2 separate regions of the Mus musculus genome follow, and region 2 is linked to region 1. A link is a contact called in public HiChIP or PLAC-seq data. All regions are on one chromosome and are shown on one strand. The core of a region is the stretch at or near the end of the contact, and the rest is flanking DNA. Distances in the headings are between cores, read along the strand shown. Region 1 holds the start of Rad51ap1 (RAD51 associated protein 1). Region 2 holds the start of Klrb1b (killer cell lectin-like receptor subfamily B member 1B).

Region 1 (5,490 bases), core at 119-2,618:
CCAGACTTAATCAGAGAATTGTCTCTTTCCAGTGAACTATAATGAATGTACAGACTCCAGGTGCCACAAGGTGAGAACATGTGATGGATGGGGACTCGGCCCTAAACAAGGCATTTATACCACCTCTGTGAAGGTTCAAGGAACACTGCAGAATAGGAAGTGGAAAAATAGAGGAACCAGATCATAGAGAGGAAGACAAAATGCCACCTTCTGACAAGACGCTGCCATTACAGCAGTAAACTCACTGCAGTGTCAGAGGTCTGCATAAGATTAGCCTCAGCAGCAGCAGAGGGAAGAGAGAAGACGACTCAGAATGACCCATGTGTCATTAAGGAACTGTTTTCTATGGGCAGATTCAGGAAAAGGGAAGTTATTTTTCAGTTGTGTGCCCACGGGTGCCCCCACCAGGCTCCAATGAGTAGTCGCAATTCAATAGTCTGGTCTAATTAAGATATAGGGTCACAAAAACAAACAAAACCAAACCAAAACAAAAAAAACCCAACGACATGAATCTAGAAAGGGGACTGGTGGAAATGCAGAGATTAGAGGGATGGGCAAGTTAGTAGGGACAGGTGCGACATAAGGTGAGACAGTAATTAGAATACATTGTAACATGAAACAGAACAAAACCAATAAAAACACACGTTTTCATGTTACTCTTTGTTCCTGTGGTCTGTTGCTCTCAGGATACAATTCATCGTAATCCAGTTTACGTCTCCGAATTCTCTGGGTGTGCCTACACCCTGTCAGAGCAACATGCAAAACGACAAGCCTAGTTGACCACAAACACTGAACTGGCAATGGCAAGCTGCACTCCAGCACTTTAGATGGCCCTTAGAAGACTCCTTCTGTTCTTTAAGTCTGTACCAGATACCGTCATTGGGTCCTCCACACTGAAGGGGCTTCTTCGCTGTGGGCTCGAACTCACCTCTCTCATCAGACACCAAAGCACACTTGGAGCTGTCAACGCAGAACTGCCCAAATAAGTCAGCTGACTTCTTGCTTTTTTTTTTTTAACCTCCAATAGATCCACTTTGGCAGATTCGGAACTCATGTTTCTCTTTCCTCAAGCGCCAAGGAAAACGCCTATCCAAGACCCCCTTTGTTCCAGTTATTTTTAAGTTAGTCATTCTAAATATTGGAGGCGTGTCGCTATTTTTATATTGTATTTTAGACTCGGTACCAAATCGCAATTGTGACGAAAGTGCAGTATCAAAACAAAAGCTAAGTCTGAGCAGACAGGATCCAGGATGGCGTGCCCGGGCCACGGTGTGTGTGCGCAGGCGCCCTCTCTTCAGCACGCAGGCGCCGCCTCAGGCAGGCGAGCGGTGATTGGCGGGCTGGCGCAGCGGGGCGTGGAGCGCGACGTCTGGTTTTCGGCGGGAATTGAAACCGCCACAGCTGCTCCCCAGCTCCAGAGCACTGCTGCTCTAGGCAGGGCACCATGGTGCGTCCTATCAGGTGAGTGGTTGGTGACGTCCCGCGGGGCAGAGAGGAAGGACGGGGACGATGGGGGCCACTGTCATGCATGGTTGCGGGAGAGGACGAGATCCGACAGAGGGCAGCGCGATTGGGTGGGTGCTCGTCGCCAGTCTCCGGTGAGAGCCACCCGCTGCTCAGAGGAGCCCGCCTGGCATCTCGCTTGCCGCCCCTCGGCCTCCTTCTGCAGCTGTCGCCCCTGAGTCACCCCACTCCAGAGGGACCTGGTAGGCTAGCATTTGAGTCGCGCTTAACGCGACAGCGAGCGACCGCGTTAAGTGGCTGTCATACGTTGAGCGATACAGAAAAAGCAGGTGTGCCTATTCCCTCAAATCCCTAGGCAGAGAGGCCCATTTAACTTCCAGCTCAAGCCGTGGTGCCCTGTCACATGACCCCCAGTTCCTATCTGCTTTCCTTTAGACTGTTGGAATCTCTCTGTGATCACAACCGGGATGCCAGGCTGGCCATCCATTTAGTAGAATGACTGAATATAGCTGAGACTATGGCCCAGTGGTCCAGTGATTGCCTAGCAGATGAGAGGCCCCCAGCTTCAAACCCCAGTCCTGCAAAACCAAACAACAATAAACTTAGTGAATTCTCCTAGGCCTGTATTGTACTAAGAGCTGGAGGCTACACTCTATTGGAAGAGGGGTGGGGAGAGATAAGGGGGAGTAACAAAATAAACACCACAATGTAACATAGGAGGAAGGAGAAAAGCCTTACTTTAAATCATATGAACGCGTTACCTAGGTAAAATGTAAGGGGCATTCACATGAAATAGGAGCCAAAGCCCAAGGTTCACCATGTTTGAGAAGCAGATTGAAGGTGTGGGATGAACAAGCATGTGGATGGATTGAGGACTGAGTCAGATAGATTACAAAGCAGTTGTAATCTATCTAAATCTATCTAAAGCAGCTTGTAGGTCTTAGGAGTTTGAATTTTATTTGAGACAAATGGGAAATCTGTAGTTTCAGTGGTGGAGGGCCTGAGATATTCTCATTTCACTTTTATAAAGGCCACCGGCTGTTGGTTGGCTCTGAGGGGGACTGGAGTGGCCAGAGCGAAAGCAGGGGGGAGGGGGGAATTGAGATGCTATCAGTTGTGTGTGACTTTGGCACTGTGTGTGTGTGTGTGTGTGTGGTGTGGAGATGGAGCAAGTAAGTTTAGGGTTTTTTTTGTTTTGTTTTAAGATTTATTTATATGAGTACACTGTAGCTGTTCCCAGATACACCAGAAGGGGGCATCAGATGGTTGTGAGCCACCATGTGGTTGCTGGGAATTGAACTCAGGACCTTTAGAAGAGTGGTCAGTGCTCTTAACCACTGAGCCATCTCTCCAGCTCAAGTTTAGGTACTTCTGACAAGTGGTTATAGAGGAGAGAAAACAAAGAATCAAGGTTGACTGTCTCTATGGACTGAGCTACGTCTCTGTATTGACTGAGATGGGCCCCTTTGAGATAATGAGGTTTAGAAGACAGGACTAGATTTCTCTTGCTTCCATGGTGAAATTGGAAGGGGACAGGCATGCAGATATTGAAGACATACTGCTGTTATTTGGGATAGTAGTAGTCACAGTGTTATCCACAGTCCCCTGAATCCTCAGAAGCCCCATGAGATCATGACTGTGGTCTGGTTTTTGTTGTTATTTTGTGTGGTGGGGGGGGGTTGTTTTGTAAATTATTGTGTGAATAAAAGGGGTGAGAATGGTGGTAGACATACATTGTCTTGATTCAGCAGATAACTGTGGGGTCCTTTCTCTTCTTTCCACCTTTCATGGATCCTAGGAGTCACAGGAGGTTGTCAGGGTTGCACAGCGGGTGACTTTGGCCACTGCATCTCACTAGCTCATTACTTGTGTTACAGTAAAGCCAAACCAGTTGTTGTCTTCACTCTTCTGTCATTTACACTGAATGGGGATTGGCACAAACTGAGGCTGTGGTGGTTGTAGTCCTTGCAGTTTCTATTGCCGCATACTCAAATATTTGTTAAAAACAGAAGCCCTTGTGGGCTGGCTCAATAGTTAAAAGAGTGCCTGGTGTTCTTCCAGAAGACTCAAGTTCCATTCCTAACCACGTCAGACAGTTTATAGCTCTTGCAGCTCCTTCCAGCTCCAGGGGGCCCCCAGTTTCCTCCCCTAGCCTTTGCAGATACTGTACTTGTGTGCACATACCCAAGTTTTTAAAGTTCTTTTTAAAAGTAATGGTTTCCTGCGTATCTCACCCTAGTGAGCCTCTAAAATACAATATGTAATTTGTGTTTAATGAATCGATAAGAGTCCATGTCTGTTACAACTCAACCTGAGATATACTTGTCTTTTTAGTAGGCTTTTGGCTTTGTTTACTAATTTTTCAATCCCACAACTTCTTAAGATGCTTTCATATTTTATGTAGCTGTCAAATTCTTAAACTCTGGCGAGTTGGAGAGTAACAAGAACACCTTCCCATTTAAACTGCTCTCTCAGGGAAACACAGGTCTGGACCATGATCTGGACAGTAGACAAGCCTCTTTCACAGAACTCCCATTTTTGCTTGAAAGAAAGGGCTTGTAAGCTTGGGGGCACATAATAGATGACAGAAGGGAAGGAGGGACAGCTTTACGTTGCTCTCCCAGAGGAAGGAGAGTAACCTTTGTACACTGAGCATCCTTTTCTTCTGCCCACTTAGTTCCTACAAAGATGTAGGGACAGACTATTATTGTAAAGTGTACATTCCATTAAGAAAGCATTATTTGGTATTGTAGAGGGATTTTTAAAGTTTTTTTGTTTGGTTTTGGTCTTAGGTGTCAGTGTCTGTTTGGGTATGTGCAATGTCTGAGGAAGCCTGAAGGTTTTTAATCCTCCTGGAGCTGGAGTTACAGGGGATTGTGGGCTGCCTGGCATGGGTGCTGGGAACCGGATTCAGGTCCTCTGAAAGAACAGTGCATACTCTTAACCAGTGAGTCATAGCTCTGCTCTGATAGAATTTTTGAAATATGGTTAAAACTTGACCCGGGCATGGTGGCGCACGCCTTTAATCCCAGCACTTGGGAGGCAGAGGCAGGCGGATTTCTGAGTTTGAGGCCAGCCTGGTCTACAAAGTGAGTTCAAGGACAGCCAGGGCTATACAGAGAAACCCTGCCTCGAAAAAAAAAAAAAAAAAAAAAAAAAAACTGAACAGGTACTTTCTAATGTAAGCAAAGAACAGCACACAGTTTATAAATACCCAGTCACCACTGAACAGAATACAAAGTTTAATTGCTAATATTTGTTTTCTTCTTGCTTTGGGGGTTTCCTGAATTAATTTCTCTTCCCATTATGTGTATTAGGTATGGGTTTGGCTTTTCAGTTAATGCCAAGTTCTTGGCTTTGGATTGAAGTACTTTAGAGAGACTCCAAACACATTTTCCTTTTTTCAAGATTATTAATAACTTTAAGGTGAAGGTAAAAAAATTACTATTTTCAGTAATGAAAAATTTCTGTCTTATTCATAGAAATAGAAAACCAATAAATTATTCACAGTTTGAAGATTCTGGCAATGACTCTGATGGTAAGTAGAGCTTTTTACTTTTCTTTAATAAACTGAGAAATTTATTTCCTCAGAGTTAGATATGGAAAAAATGAAACCCTGGAAACTTAGGTTTAAGCTTTGTTGTACTGGTTATATGTTTGATTTGTTGGTAGAACTTTGATCCATGTTTGAGAAACATTGCATTAGATTATACCGCACGCGGTGAGGTAGGAACTCTTTCCTCTGCATGTGTATGTGTATTGGGGGGAGAGTGTTCGCTGGGGCGCAGACCTCACACATGCTGTGTAAATACTCCACCACTGAGCTACAGGCTCATCCTAGATGTCTTACATTTCCTTCCCAGACCTCCAAAGTTTCCTTTAAGTCAAATACTTTAGCGGTTCCTCAGTTCAGAGAAGTCTCTTTTACCCTGTGTCTACAACTTGAGAAAAAAAACTAGTTTGGCAGATAGGTTGTTGCTTTATTGCTGTCAAGGGTATGTGACAGGTACTTCTAGATTGCCAGTT
Region 2 (5,517 bases), core at 889-3,388, 1.9 Mb before region 1:
CACCACACAGACATACACCGTGTTCACACCCAGGCATAAACACATACACGGACATGGACAAATAAAAATAAATAAAACCCAGGATCACATACAATCGTTCACGCCTTAAGCCCTTTAGATTTCATAACACGTTGTATATGCATAATATCACATTGTATTCTTCTGCACACAACTACACACACCTGCCCACACTCCTTATATTTTATAGCAACAAGATCATTATAGTCCTGACATCTGACATATTTTGCGGTGGAACTATCATTTGGGCAATTAGGTGATCGGATGACTTTGGTCAGTCAGATTCTCCTGACATGTATTCTCAGGAGGGTTTTATTTTTATCTGTTCAATGATGGCCACATAACAAAACTTCTGTTGTAAAAAAAACTACTTTCAGTACTTGGTATTGCCCCTGCCACTCTGTCACAGGAAAAGTGGTCTATCAGCTGCATGGGCAATAACAATCGTCACTGGTTGTTATTTTTAGTTTCTTTACGATTTGTGGCTTAGAGGCTTTTGGAAGCACTTGCTGATGAAAGTATCTCCCCTCACATCTCTTGATTTTAGTAAGGCCACTGTAGATCCATCATGGTCAGGCTTCAGAACATGCAACATTTCAATGTTGGGCTTGCAGAGATGGCTCAGTAGTCAAGAGCACCAGCTGTCCTTCCAGAGGGACAATTCCCACCTTACATGGCAACATGGCAGCTCACACCCACAGAACACCAATACACATACAATAATAAAGTAAACCTAAAAACCACCTTAAACGTCAATCCTCAAAGATTTATTTTTCATCTAATCTCAGCTTCAGACTTCTCTGTACTCTATTGATCTTTCTAATCTATCCTCTTATTCACTGACCCGAAGGCTGTTTGCTTAAGCATAATCCATGAGCCACCTCAAATATTTGGAATGTTATTCACACATTTCCCACTGAAGATACTCGTGATATCTAGGGAAGAGAGGAGGGTTAAGTATAGGAAGTGAATTATTAACAAACTTTCAGGTGATTCTTATATATACTAAAGCCTGAGGTCCTGATGTATTTGAAATTTATATATACACTAACATTTCAGCACTGGTTGAAATTAGTACTGTTGCCTGCTAGGTTTAGTAATCTGAGCAAAATAAATACATAGGATCTCTCAGGATGGACAAGTCTGGAGAATCCCATACACTTGTTGAAGTCTTAGGTTTCAATAGCATGAGTATTGAGTGAGGGGACTGTCATCAGTGACAGCTGAGGACATTTCACAGTGTCTTAAGTGATCTGTGAGATACTAACACAGGCTTACCCATACTTCATAGTCATTATGGTCATGGAAAAATGAGTGTGAGCCCCAAGTTGTCTGTACACATCCCCTGTCTCCTAGAACTCACAGCCAGCAGACTGCTGCCAGTACCCGATACTTGTTCAACTCCACTCTGACCACAGAAAGTGGCTTTAAGGAAATCCTTGATTTTCTTCTTCTTTTTCACTTGTGATATGACAATACCCGACATGGGGGCATTTGTGGTCCTTGCTCTAAGGCTCTAGGCCTACAAATCCTTCGATGAGTTAGCACATCCCATAGACCCAAGTCCTCCACTCCCTGAGCTCTGAATGATGGAGCCCTTAGCTCAGAACAGCACTGAGTGGGACCTGCTGCTTTTCCTGTTGTGTTGCCATGGGTTCTCACCACAGCAGCATCTCCACAATCCACAGCTCCCTTCACAGTATGCAAATTTCAGGAGGATGTTAGAGCTTCAACTCACGTCAGATAGTACCGTGGACATTTGTGTCCTAATCCACATTTTCATAACATAGAATAAAATGTCACACATCTTAATCCCTGGGGGCTGAGGGAAAGGTAAATTTGAACTCAGGATAAATATTTCACTCATTGGAGATCTGAGAGGATAACTCATAACGGATGGTTAGAGGAATAAGAACATAAGAAAGACCTTTCCAGAAATTTGTTAGAAACCAAACCGTACGTTCTGTATGTGGCACATTCTTGTCTAAAGAAAAAAAGAAAAGGAAGCCTGAGAGTAGGACAGACACCAGGTCAATAGCTATGGAGAAACCCTCAGCCACCAGTGTGGGCGGGTGTGGACACACACAGCACAGCATACCCAGCGGACTTCCTTTTTGGCTCATTTCACCTCACAGGACTCAAAGTTTGTCCCTGTTCACGAGGCCGGTGTCAAGTCCCTCCATCTACAATGGATTCAACAACACTGGTCTATGCAGATTTAAACCTAGCCAGGATCCAAGAACCTAAGCATGATTCACCTCCATCTCTTTCCCCAGGTAAGCAGCTTGCTTCTGGCATTTGAATTATCTTCCAGAGTTAAGATTATCCTCCAAAACTTATGGGTGTAAGTCATTGATTTAAAGGTGACAAGCAGGTATATGTTAGAGTTAAATAGTATAGCTATCCTGCCTGCAGAAAACCACAGTTCTACAAATGCCATAGAGTCCATTTTTACTCGTGTAGTCAGAAGGAAATCCGAACATTACTTCTCCTATTCTGCCTTTGCTAAGAATTCTAAGAAAGAATATTTTACTCCCATGAGCCAAGGGGTGGTTTAAGAGATACTTGCTGCATTCCATTGCTAATTCCAAATTCGTCTACAGAACATGGACACTACGATCCCGTTCTACCTTGGTGGCAACCCCAGCTCTCCCTTCACAGTGAAGTGTGTAGACGTCATTGTTAATGTCTTTGTCGCCTGAAAAGGAAGACATTCGTTGTGGGGAAAGTCATAGTAAAAATGAAAGGTCTGAATTAAATTAAAAGCCAGTAATTTTTATATATTAAAATTTATTCAATTTGTTAAAAAGCTGGTTCTTTCTCTCTTGCAAAGTATAACAGCTATAAGTGGAGGAACCACAAGTTACCTGAGCCAGTTGGGAATTAATCTTTCAATGCTGGCCAAAAGTAGCACTCTTGTCCACCAGAGGATTTAATGATTCTAGCAAAAGAAATGTGGAAGTCTACCAAGAGGTGAAGTATGTGACATAAGGATGGCTGAGATGTAAGAGAACAGAAACTCAGGTAGAGAGTGTATAAAATAATCATGAAAACAAAATTCTAGTCTGCTGTCTAACTGAACACAGGGCAGTTGTTTTCCAATATGATGTTCTCTATGTGTTGTAACATGTGGACTTCCAACTTTAGTGGTTCTTGTTAGAAACTATTAAATTGTCAAAGGTTTGAGTCAAGGAGAAAGTCTCAGAGTCACCAAATAAATTTCATTATAATGTTTACGTAAGGGTCAGTGGAGAGTGGAAGAGGGCCTGGTAGATAACTCCACGGGGAGTGATGGTGTCAGCTATTTTGTGTTGGGAAAAAGCAAGTCTTTGTTTTCCCATCATGCCTAACAAAAGTGGAGAAAAGACCTTGTTGAAAATGGTATAAGAAAACCAGCAAGATTCTGCTGAAAAGACCCTGATATAGCTGTCTCTTAGGAGGCTATGCTGGTGCCTGGCAAACACAGAAGTGGATGCTCACAGTCAGCTATTGCATGGAACACAGGGCCCCCAATGTAGGAGCTAGAGAAAGTACCCAAGGAGCTAAAGGGGTCTGCAATCCTATAGGTGGAACAACAATATGAACTAACCAGTCCCCCCAGAGCTCATGTCTCTAGCTGCATATGTATCAGAAGATGGCCTAGTCGGCCATCACTAGAAAGAGAGGCCCATTGGTCATGTAAACTTTATATGCCCCAGTACAGGGGAACACCAGGGCCAAGAAGTGGGAGTGGGTGGGTAGGGAAGTGGGGGTGGGTGGGTATGGGGGACTTTTGGGATAGCATTTGAAATGTAAAATAAGAAAATACCTAATAAAAAAAGAAGACTAATATAGAGAAAAATAATAATGCTTTCCTCAAATCCTACTGTCTATGATCCCAAATCAAGAAAACTAGAGGGCTGTCGAGATGTTTCAGCGGTAAAGGCTAGGCTCACAACCAAATTCATAAAAAGTGTCTAGGAAGTCTTTAAAACAGATAAAAAGAAGTAATCATTATCCTAAAGGTTACTAATCTGGAAATAAACCTGAAGAAAAGAAACAAATAACTAGAATAAAAATAATGTTTGAGCATAATATTTGAAGAGAAAATGCTGACGCACTGGCATAGTAACTGTGAAACCGCCAAGACCTGTTAGCTAAAGGACTCAAACTGTGGTAAGCTCGAAGCACCACGATTAGATCTGCCAGCAAAAAGGACCGGAAAGGGGGACGGGGGCAGTGACCTAGTTTCTTTGTGGTTAAATGACCAAAGGTCTGTTTTGATAGTACAATGGGTAAAATAGGTACGAACGCCCCTGGAGTTTGTTCATTCATTCAGAGATAACTAATTACTATAAGATAAATAATGCTCTGGACATTGGGGAAATAGCCATGAAGAAACAGGAAAACATCTTTCTCCCTGTGGATTTTATATTATTGTGAAGTTTAAAATCAGTGATATAAATACTTGCATCAACAACTTTGAGATGTTGAATGCCAACAAGAAAAGCATCTAGGTGGAACTTGAGAGTTTTGTCTTGAGAGACAGCATCATGTCAAACAGAGTCATCAAGGCAGGCCTTTTAGGGAGATGATGCTGGAGTCCAGCGCTCAAAGATGCTGGGGACCAAGGCTCAGTGTCTGAGAGATGAGTCTTCTAGGAAGCTGGACCTGCGAATGCAAAGGGAGAACATGCCTGTGGTGTTGCAGGGGAACACACATGCCTGGTATGTTTTAGAGATCAAGTCAGGAGGAACGGTGACAGGTGGGAAGGGACTTGGAGGGAATTCCATGGGTGCAGATGTTGAGGGGGAAGCCATTGGAATGCCTAGAACAGTGGAGATGACTTAGCATTGCATGAATATCAAAGAAGAGCTCCATGCAGGCTCTGCCACATAACCAGTGCTCACATAGCTCCTTCGGTATATAAGTTCAATAGTAAAACAAGATAGTACAGGGAACCCAACTCTGAGAAGTAGAGTTCTTTAAATTTTGTCATGGATGGGTTAAAAAAAAATTAAGTCACTCAAGTTACTTTTTACCTATAATTAAAACAAAACAAAAACCCTTGCTTTTTAGAAAAAATAAGAAAATGATATTTGTTAGCAGTTACTGAAGGCCAGATGCTATGCTCAGGAATTTAGAATTATTGCATACAGTCCTCTCTAGAACATTCTATAGCAGATATTGCCCACATCTTATAAATAAGAACATTCATGGGTTATAAAACTATTATGGGCCTTGGGGCTTTGGAGTCTCTTCTGGTGTCCTTCCAACCAGGACACAGAAGCACTGGTGACCCACTGGCCACACCCTCAAACCCAACACAGTGGCTGCTTCCATCCATGACTGTCCCATATCACCTCTCACTGTGATACAACAGTTCTCACTATCCACAAAAGATTGCTTCCAACCTGCACATATGCTGGTCTCTTACATATAATGTAGCACTTACAAGTAACCTGCTTGCATGTGACTGTGTGCTTCAGATAATCTGTAGATTACTTTCAGCCCATTTCA

The links. HiChIP or PLAC-seq counts read pairs in DNA pulled down with a chosen protein or histone mark.
Region 2: a contact with region 1 is called in a FOXA1 HiChIP or PLAC-seq map of pancreatic cancer cells. The contact joins the promoter of Klrb1b here to the promoter of Rad51ap1 in region 1. A contact is called at or near these places in 1 of 484 Hi-C or Micro-C datasets (uterus) and 1 of 115 datasets of contacts at active chromatin or transcription factors (pancreatic cancer cells).

Annotation. Positions count from the first base shown.
Region 1 is chr6:126,935,465-126,940,954 of GRCm38.p6, reverse strand. Rad51ap1 (RAD51 associated protein 1) reads left to right here and starts at 1,368. Exons shown (of 9, transcript NM_009013.4): 1 at 1,368-1,461; 2 at 4,947-5,002. The coding sequence starts at 1,445. D6Wsu163e (DNA segment, Chr 6, Wayne State University 163, expressed) reads right to left here and starts at 989. Exons shown (of 14, transcript NM_138594.3): 1 at 929-989.
Region 2 is chr6:128,822,936-128,828,452 of GRCm38.p6, reverse strand. It overlaps Klrb1b (killer cell lectin-like receptor subfamily B member 1B), which reads left to right and starts at 2,138. Exons shown (of 6, transcript NM_030599.4): 1 at 2,138-2,294. The coding sequence starts at 2,207.